Linked DNA regions of Mus musculus: region 1 is linked to region 2. The links are chromatin contacts, called in public ChIA-PET maps. All regions are on one chromosome and are shown on one strand. The core of a region is the stretch at or near the end of the contact, and the rest is flanking DNA. Distances in the headings are between cores, read along the strand shown. Region 1 holds the start of Surf6 (surfeit gene 6). Region 2 has its middle 13 kb from the start of Gm39773.

Region 1 (4,730 bases), core at 582-3,081, 160 kb after region 2:
TTAAGAATGCTATCAGCACCAGGCACACCTTTAATCCCAGCACTCCACTTCAGAGGCAGATGCAGACTAATCTCTGTAAATTCAAGGCCAGCCTGGTCTACAGGGTCCAGGACATTACAAGCTACACAGAGAAGCCCTGTTTGGGGGACGGGAGGAACTGCCATCAGCATCTAGTCCTAAAGAAAGCTGTCATTTTGCTATATGACCTGGTATACACTCTAATGTATTTTAAACCTGCTTTGACTTTCTTCGTTCTGTCAAACTTCAAGAAACTACTTCAAGGAATATTTTCCCTTGGAAAATGGGACTTGGGGAAACCTAAACCCATGTTTACAGGCCACCATCATTCTAAATGGGCTCCAGACCAAATGCTTCATTGTGCTCACGTGCAGCATGTGTGTCCTGGCTGAGCAGGTACTCATGTGTCTTCCTACATGATACCACACAACAGCTCTCACACACATTAGGCAAGTACTCCAACACTAAATCATACTTCCAAACCTCCTTTTTCTTTTGGTAAATTTATTACATTTTAATCATGTGCACCATAAATGAGGGTGGCTGATGGGAACAATCTGGTCCTCTCCTAAGAGCTGTAGATACACAGAACTATTGCACCCTCTCTCCAGCTCCGTTTGTTTGTTTGTTTTTAACACATGATCTTAAGCCAGGCGGTGGTGGCACACCTGGGAGGCAGAAACAGGTGAATCTGAATTCAAGGCCAGCCTGGTCTACAGAGCAAGTTCCAGGATAGCCAAGGCTACACTGAGAAACCCTGTCTCCAAACAAGCAAACAAATAAAAGGGGTCTCAGTATGCAGTCCTGGCCATCTGGAATTCACAGTAATCTTTCTTGCTTGTTTGCCAAGTGCTGGTGTTAAAAGGCTTGCAGACCACCTCCCACCTGTGCCTCCCAGACTCGTTTACTTTTATGAGTGCTGTTTGTAAGTATGTCTGTGCATCAAGACCATCCCTGGTGCCACTGAGAGCCAGAAGAGTGTTAATGAGTCCCTAGAACTGGAATTAGGGGCTGGTGTCAGCTGCCATGTAGCTGCTGGGAACCAAATCTGGGTCCTATGCAAAAGTAGCAAGTGCTCTTAACCACTGAGCCATATCTCCACCCGCTCCTTTTACTTTCGGAGAGTTTCCTGAAGTTGCTCATGCAGAGGTGATCACATCCTGTAGTCCTGACAGGCAGGCGGGTCTTGACCTCGAGGTCTTTCTCCTCAGCCTCCCTACCAACCAGGCCCAGACGCAATTAACATTTTATGATTTAAGACTTGCTTCCACTTCCAAAGATAAGGAAATGTTAGCGCTTTAAACTAAACAGCCAAGAATGGAGTGTGCGTTCTTTCAACACAAGAAACACATTCACAGACAAGGGCTGAAAAACACACACGCCAGTAAGAAAACTCTTCACACTTGTAGTAGCAAGCCCGATTTTCTTTCCGTTCGAGTCTGGTAATTTCCTAACTGCCTCCCACTCCTTCAGGGCCCAGAGCTCAAGCTTTTGCTGTCCCCGCGAGTACCCACCCGCTCGAACTCATATCCCTTGCGGGGGGTCCGGCCCCGACCTAGGACAGCGGGCTCCTTACTGACGGCGTCTGCTCCCAAAAGCTGCTCGAGCCGGATGCCTTACCCCATGTGCTCCTCTGTCGTTCAGGGCCAGGCTGCGCGCAGATCTTCTTGGCCAAGTCCTGAAGATAGGTATCCTTGGCCAGGAGAGAAGCCATGCTGCCAACCAAGGCTGGGACCAGAATAGGAAGCTCCCGCGGTGGAGCCCCGCCGGAAGCTCCGTACACGCAGGTACCACCAGTAGAGCGGCGTGACCCCGCCGGAAGTATCTTATGCGCAGACGCAGCCTGGAGCACCGGAAGCCACCCCCAAGGATTAGCCGTAATCTAAACTCCAGGTTAGCAAACCAGCCAGCCAGCCCCGGAAGCCACAGTGTAAATCCGCTAGCAGCTGCTTTCCTCTCGGAGCTCAATTAGCCATGCCTGACGGGCCGGCTACTCCTCAATCTGGAGGCGTTTCTCTGAAAATGGAGCCTGTAACCTGAGAGGGCTGGGCTCCCACCGAGCTTGAAGCCCTCAGGGCCGGGCAGACCTGGGCTACTATAGCTCTTTCCCTACTGCTGGACTGAAGGTCAGAACCCCGCCTGCAGGGGATGCCCAGCATCCTATTGCCACTCCCGCCACACAGAGCAAAACGCAATCAGGTATAAAAAGACGTGGGCCACAACTAGAGACCTGAGTATGGCGTGGATCTTAGATTACATGCGGTAGCAATGAATCTCAATGGTGATGAGCCCTTAGGAATAAGAAACTACTTGCAGATGGCGTTAAAGCTACTTATGAGGAAATGAAGGGAAAGGCAAGCCCAAAGAAGAGCCTGCCCGGTAGTTTTTTGGGTGTGACCCAGCAACTCAGAAGTTCATGAAAAAAGGTGACACACAACTTACATCACTTGTGACTCTGAATTTCTAGAACACTAAATCCCCAAGCAGTATCTCCAGGGAGCTCTGGCCCTGGCCACGCAAGCAGAGGAAAGACAATGGTGCCCTTTAAAGGAGAAGTTTCGCTTTTAAATGTGAACGACAGAATTGACTAAACAATAAAACACTGTCTTTCACTAGGTGGCTAAGCTTTCTCCAGGGCACTTACAAGCTCTTCCAACAGTTAACACTGCTTTGGCATCACTGCTGGAAAACTCCCTCACTGGGGCAGTGACTTGCCCCTAGCTACACATTCCAGTGCTATGTTCTTTTTGGCTATTGTAGGTGCTGGGTCACCTGGTGACCAGCCTATGTTCCTTATAGACCCAGGACTACAACCATGGATGAGGCATGCTGATGGTAGTCAGGAGTGACAGGCTGAATGCACATACCTGCCCGAGAACCATGGTTTCTGTATGTCAGCCGTGAGCCTGGTACTGAGGGGCAATGGGGTCTGAGCTCCCGGTTTCTAAGATCTTCGCTTCTGAGCAAGACACCTCAGCCTTTCCAAGCCCAAGGCCAGTCCTTCTAAGATGCAGGCATGATAGCTCTAAGTAGGATGGCAAAAATAGGTGGCATCAAAGGTACAGGTGCTGCAGTCATATAGCTTGCAGTACTAGCGGATTCTTCATCCATTTATTTTATGTCACGGATTTACTAGATGCCAGGAACCCAAAGCTATATAAGGAGGGGCCGTCCCACTGTTCCCTCCATGGGTGTCAGGCCTCTTGGTGTTACTGTGCTCCTCACATGCGCTGCTTTGTGATGGACAACTCCTGGGAGAGGTTACCCAGCCACTCTAAGGACTTGGAGCTGTTGGAATCCCTCGGCGTCTTTTGGTGTCTCTATTGCCAACACTGTCTTTGCATCTCTGAGTCTCTCACGCATGTGTGCAGGTGTGAATGGTGTGTATATGTATGCCTGTATGTGGTGGACATGTGTGATGAAGTGCCAGCCTAGGCCTCACTCTCCCATCTCCCCCTTACTCCCTCTTCCCATCAATGTAGTATTCCCTGCCCTGAGCACAGTGGCTTAGGTGACTCGGCCACACTGTGGGTTTGGTTGGCCAGGTTTCAGGTCACAGTTTTCTTGGCTGTGGGATGATGCTAGTGTCTACTTGAAGATCCTCCAGCCACATGAGAGATGTGAAGGGGTGGTGGCTCAGTGGCTGCTTCCCCACCTCTAAGGGCTCTTCTTCCACCCCAGAGGCATGGTAGGGAAACTGGAAGCCCCCATCTGGACTCTTTATTTCCATTATAACAGTGTTCAGCCCTGATTTTGACACCTGTTACTACAGAGACATCTTTGGGCCTGCACCTGTCCCACAGCCCATACTACCTGTGATCAGGGGTTGTTTACCACCCCAGCCCCATCTCAGGGCAGCCCCGAACTGGAGTCCAAGTGGCTAAATTGAGCCCCTGAAGGAGAAGTGACCAGAGCAGAGGACACTACTAGACTTAGAACTTCTGTGCTAGCTACCTGGGGTTCTCTGGGCTGAGCGGGCCAGGGCCCCCAGTCTTACCTGGTACCTGTTTACCCCCTTTCTGTTGTTCAACTACAGCCTCTGAACTGAGAATTTGGGACTTATTTTCTGGTTGTAAAAATAAAAAGTGCCATGCCACTTTTATAAGAAAAAAAAAAAAAAAAAAAGGAGGGGCTGTTACTCAAGGAACCCAAGGGCAATCTTGGACTAATCAAGAAAGACAGACAACAGCACAAAAAGCTAATGTTTTATTCAACAGTCTCATCTCAAAAGTAGCAGAAGGAAATGGTGGGAGAATCCAGGAAGACACCCTGGCTAGCTGCCTCTCACACAATCTTGGACAGTCAGCTGTGGCAGAGACATTTATGCTCCAGGCAGCAGGCAGTGGACAGGGCTCTCTATAGAACCTGAACCTAAGGATGGGTAACTGGACTTGACTAAGGTCCACTGAATACCTCACAATTCTAAACAAACTGAGGCTGTCTTCCTATCACCAACCACCCTCCCTATTCAAGGTCTTCAATGGGACAAACTTCCACTGGCAGTCAGGAAGGGAGCCACCTGCTGTAAATAACTGGACAGCATTCCCCAACCATCACGGGGAACTGGCCCTGGCCTGGACAGGTTCCTGAGGCTACAGTGGCTCCTGATCCCAAAGTCCCCAAGGGAGCTAAAACTGAAAAAAGCTAGGCTGTGCTGGGTATCCACAGCACTTCCTTTCTGATAAACTAGGCCCTAGGGAGGGCTACCCTGC
Region 2 (4,752 bases), core at 1,326-3,825:
AGTAGGTGCTCAAATGTTTTAAGGTACTTGTACAACTGTAGGTTCACAACAGGCTTTGATGAACACCATGTTCTAACATCAGGTCAGAATGTGTTGAAGAAGCCCAAGTTGTGTCAATGGGAACAGGGTTCCATATGTACTTTCATAAGGTCCTGAGATGGTCAAACGTGCAGAACACTAGAGTTTCTTCGTTGGAGATGAAACCCTGATCCTTGATGGAGCAACTTCACATTTGTGGACACAGATTCATGACTCCTTTATGTGGCTAGAACCTTTTTAGTGTCTGAAATAAAGAGTGAAACACAGATCTTACTTTTTAGGAGCTTGAAAAATCATTGAGTATATATATAGCTAATGGTTATAGGTGAGAAAGGAGAGGAATGAGATAACTGTTGGGCAGCGGGTGTGGGGGAATAAAGGGAGTGGGAGAAAACCTGTGTTCACCAGAGTTCCAGTGCTCTGGGCGGGCAGACGAGGAGGACTGAGGCATGCTCTTCATGCAGCCCCGGATGGGTGTCTGGCTGTGGAAAGCCACAGACCCTAGCTCGAGGGGATAGACAATGGGAAGTCCAGGGTCTCTGGGCCTCACTGAGGCCAGATATAACAGGTTCTTAGTCTGCATCCCAGATGCCGCTGGACACTGCAGAAGAGCTGAGAACAAAGTGGAGGCCCCAGGGGTGGCTCAGTCATCCCCGGGCCAAAGAGAGGAGAAGACAAGGAGAGAGGGGGCACTGGGTGGTTCCCACATGGGCAACAGTCCTTGGTCCTGTCCATTGCTGGAGCACAGGGAAGCCTTACAGCATGAGGTTAGACACAGCTCTTTAGGTGAGAACTTATTCCATCATTCAAGTATGGTGGGCCTTGATGAACAGAGACAGTCTATGATTTTAGAGCTTTATTGTAGAAAGACAGAGAGAAAGAGAGAGGCTGGCCATGGCCACGTGGAGAGAAGGGGGGAAGGGAGTGGGAAAAGGAGAGCTAGAGATGAGAGTAAAAAAGGTGAGAGCTTAAGAGAGAGAGGAGAGGCTAAGCAGCCCCTTTTATTGTGAGCTGGGCTATCTTGTAGTTGCAGGGAAGCTGTGGGGAGGAGCATACCTAGCTATTGTCAGATAACTGAAAGGATGGAGTCTAGCCAGCAGATGCTGGCAAGGATGTGGAAAAAGAGGAACACCCCTCCATTGCTGGTGGGATTGCAAGCTTGTACAACCACTCTGGAAATCAGTCTGGCGGATCCTCAGAAAACTGGACATAGTACTACCGGAAGATCCAGCAATACCTCTCCTCGGCATATACCCAGAAGATGTTCCAACTGGTAATAAGGTCACATGCTCCACTATGTTCATAGCAGCCTTATTTATAATAGCCAGAAGCTGGAAAGAACCCAGATGTCCCCCAACAGAGGAATGGATACAGAAAATGTGGTACATTTACACAATGGAGTACTACTCAGCTATCAAAAACAATGAATTTATGAAATTCTTCGGCAAATGGATGTATCTGGAGGATTTCATCCTGAGTGAGGTAACCCAATCACAAAAGAATACACATGATATGCACTCACTGATAAGTGGATATTAGCCCAAAACCTAGAATACCTAAGATACAATTTTCAAAACACAAGAAAATCAAGAAGGAAGACCAACGTGTGGATACTTCATTCCTCCCTAGAATAGAGAATAAAATATCCATGGAAGAAGCTGCAGAGACAAAATTTGGAGCTAAGACGAAAGGATGGACCATCCAGAGACTACCCCACCTGGGGGTCCATCCCATAATCAGTCACCAAACGCAGACACTATTGCATATGCCAGCAAAATTTTGCTGAAAGGATCCTGATATAGCTGTCTCCTGTGAGGCTATGCCAGTGCTTGACAAATACAGAAGTGGATGCTCACAGACATCTATTGGATGGAACACAGAGCCCCCAATGGAGGAGCTAGAGAAAGTACCCAAGGAGCTGAAGGGGTCTGCAGCCCTATAGGTGGAACAACAATATGAACTAACCAGTACCCCCAGAGCTTGTGTCTCTAGCTGCATATGTACCAGAAGCTGGCCTAGTCAGCCATCATTGGGAAGAGAGGCCCCTTGGTCTTGCAAACTTTACATGCTCCAGTACAGGGGAACACCAGGGCCAAGAAGTGGGAGTGAGTGGGTAGGGGAGCAGGGCAGGAGAAGGGTATAGGGGACTTTTGGGGTAGCATTTGAAATGTAAATGAAGAAAATATCTAATAAAAAATTTTTTTAAAAGGGATGGGGTCTAGCTAGAATGCCAGGAGCTTGGGACTTTGTCTGTGTGGCTGATAGTCACAGAATTATGGAGTTGGGGGCTCTGTGGTGTCAGGCACCTGCCTCTGGGAACATGGCTCACTGTTCTGTCCCTTGTAGAGTTTTCTACTGGGTCTCCAGAGCAAGCCTCGCTCAACCATAACAGGCTGCCTTTCATGGTCCCACATATAACTTAGAATAAGAATGTTCTAAAAGAACAGAGAGAGACAACAGACGTGCTGTGTGAAGCTTTTCAGATGACTGTGGTCTCCAATGTTGCTATGTGGCAATCCTTGTAAGACCACTCAAGAACCACAAGTTCCTGAAACATAACTAGATCTAGACACACCCAAATTACACTACTTCCTTTTCTACACTCAGTGCTTCCTCCTCTGGGAATTTCCACTGGCTCACTGCAGAGCTGTGTAGTCAGGATTCCTCTGTTCATCTTGCTTCTGTCCACAGGGGAAAACCCAAAGCAAAAAATGGGGCAGAAAGGTTTTCAACAAGAAAAAATTCATTGTGCTTGAGTAGAAAGGCAAGCAGGTGATTTTAGAGATCACAAGCTAGTCCACTAAAAGTGGCCATGCTTTCCTCTAATTAAGTAAAGTTGACTCTACCTTTACCCCATGTCAGCCATTACTCTAAATGACCTTTTTGTTTCTCCATGTCTCCAGTCTCTCTCTCTTTTTGTTTTTTGTTTTTTTTTTTTTTTTTTTTTTTTTTTTTTTTTGAGACAGGGTTTCTCTGTATAGACCTGGCTGTCCTGGAACTCACTCTGTAGACCAGGCTGGCCTCGAACTCAGAAATCTGCCTGCCTCTGCCTCCTGAGTGCTGGGATTAAAGGCGTGAGTCACCACCGCCTGGCCTCGACTGTCTCTTTGTGTTACCATTTGCCCTCATGTTCCATCACAAGGATAACAGAGCCATGCTTCAGATCTTGGTCATGATGTCATCTTAGCTGAAGGTGTGTGTAGTTGCTTGTATTATGAATTCTAATCATGTTCCCCCAAAACCCTGCTTGCATGAGAGGGTCTGCAAGTAGCTTCTGGGAACCTGCCCTAGTTGGTTCTGATTGGTAAATAAAGATGGCAGCAAGCAATAGCTGGGGAGGACAGACAGAGGCAGAATTTTAGGTTTTCTGGAGCTTGGGACCAGGAGAAAGAGACGAAGAAGGAGATCCACCATGGACAGAGAGTGTGGAGGAGAGGAGAAATGCCATGCCTGAGAATAATGCAGGGCAGAGAGGTATTAGCCACCATGTGAAGGAGCTTGAAGAGCATGGCACAGAGGGCTGCCCAACTGGGTCTATAACAGCCAAGATAGAACACGAAATTTAGAAGTAGTCACTCGGAATTATTGGCAGGAGGTAGATTCTAGCAGCGTGGAGGCTAGGCAAATGCCCAACTTTTGTGCTGCATTAGACATAATAAAATATAAAGGCTGTGTGTGTGTGTGTGTGTGTGTGTGTGTGTGTATCCTTTATTTGGGAACATAAACCATTAAGTTAGAAAGCTAACCGAAACCAGGATTTATTAATTATGAATACAACAGGTATGATGTGTTTTGGATCAATACTCAACGCAACTCTGTAGCTCTGAGTTTTGTTTCTTCTAGGGTTTTGTTTGTTTGCTTGCTTCCATGACGATCACAATTGTTAAGTTTAACTCCTGGAAAAACCTTAAGACAGACAGAGCAGACTCCTCAGTACCTGGAGTTCTGCAGTCTATTTGCTTGGATATTGAGATAAGAAAGACACTGCATGTCTAGGTATGAGTGTCCTTTCAAGGATGTGTCCCCAATCAAAATACCCAGGACACTTGGAAAACTGTCCTTTTATTCCTAGAATCCTTCCCATGCCATAGTTCCTATGTGTCCTCCTCGCCCACTGAACACATCCACAAGAGATGCTTAGTAAGCTGCGTAGTCAAGGCAACATATTGTTCTTGAGGACCATGCTTGCCCAGCAGTGTCTTCCCGGTACCTGTGGGAAGGAAGGCCCATGATTGGTATCTGTTTCCTATGAACCACACTCTGATTGCTATTCTCATGGTAGAAGAAACAGATTTCACCTCTGTTTCTCTTCCTGTCACAAATCCCCCCTCAGAAGGGCAAATCCTAAGCCAACTATACATTAATGCATAGTAATACCTTTCCTGGAGTAGTGTGCTCCATGTATATCACAGCTTTGAGACACGCCCTTCAAGATGCTCTCGTCCTGGATACACACTTCCCACTTGACCACACTCCTGCTAGGACCCTCTATCTACTCCAAACCCAAGTAAAGTATTATTCAGCCATTCTGGATTCGGTGTATTCTCATGAATTCTCCTGTAAGCTCCCAGAAGCTCTATGACAAGTTTGAGGACCTATGGGACCCAGCATATGTCAAACCCCAAAGATCACATCATTCTACAGTCCTGTAGGGTATACGATATGCTACAAGTTCATTTGATGCTACACCCCACAATGTGGCTTCAAATGGTC

The links. ChIA-PET counts read pairs in DNA pulled down with a chosen protein or histone mark.
Region 1: an RNA polymerase II ChIA-PET map of memory CD8 T cells shows a contact between it and region 2, with 450 read pairs. The contact joins the promoter of Surf6 here to the enhancer-like site in region 2. A contact is called at or near these places in 2 of 484 Hi-C or Micro-C datasets (both in bone marrow-derived macrophages), 7 of 115 datasets of contacts at active chromatin or transcription factors (the SCID.adh cell line, bone marrow-derived macrophages, effector CD8 T cells and 2 more) and 3 of 9 other capture datasets (adipose tissue, macrophages and pancreatic islet).

The regions. Positions count from the first base shown.
Region 1 is chr2:26,901,056-26,905,785 of GRCm38.p6, forward strand. It overlaps Surf6 (surfeit gene 6), which reads right to left and starts at 1,832. Exons shown (of 5, transcript NM_009298.4): 1 at 1,639-1,832. The coding sequence starts at 1,732. It overlaps Med22 (mediator complex subunit 22), which reads right to left. Exons shown (of 4, transcript NM_001033908.1): 4 at 4,212-4,730.
Region 2 is chr2:26,741,911-26,746,662 of GRCm38.p6, forward strand. No RefSeq gene overlaps it. Among named protein-coding and RNA genes, the nearest start is that of Gm39773, 13 kb to the left of the region's middle. Within about 2 kb of position 2,576, at least 73 of the 459 cell types and tissues checked have an H3K27ac peak or open chromatin away from gene starts, as enhancers often do. A contact at or near this core is called in adipose tissue, bone marrow-derived macrophages, effector CD8 T cells and 2 more, where this site is marked.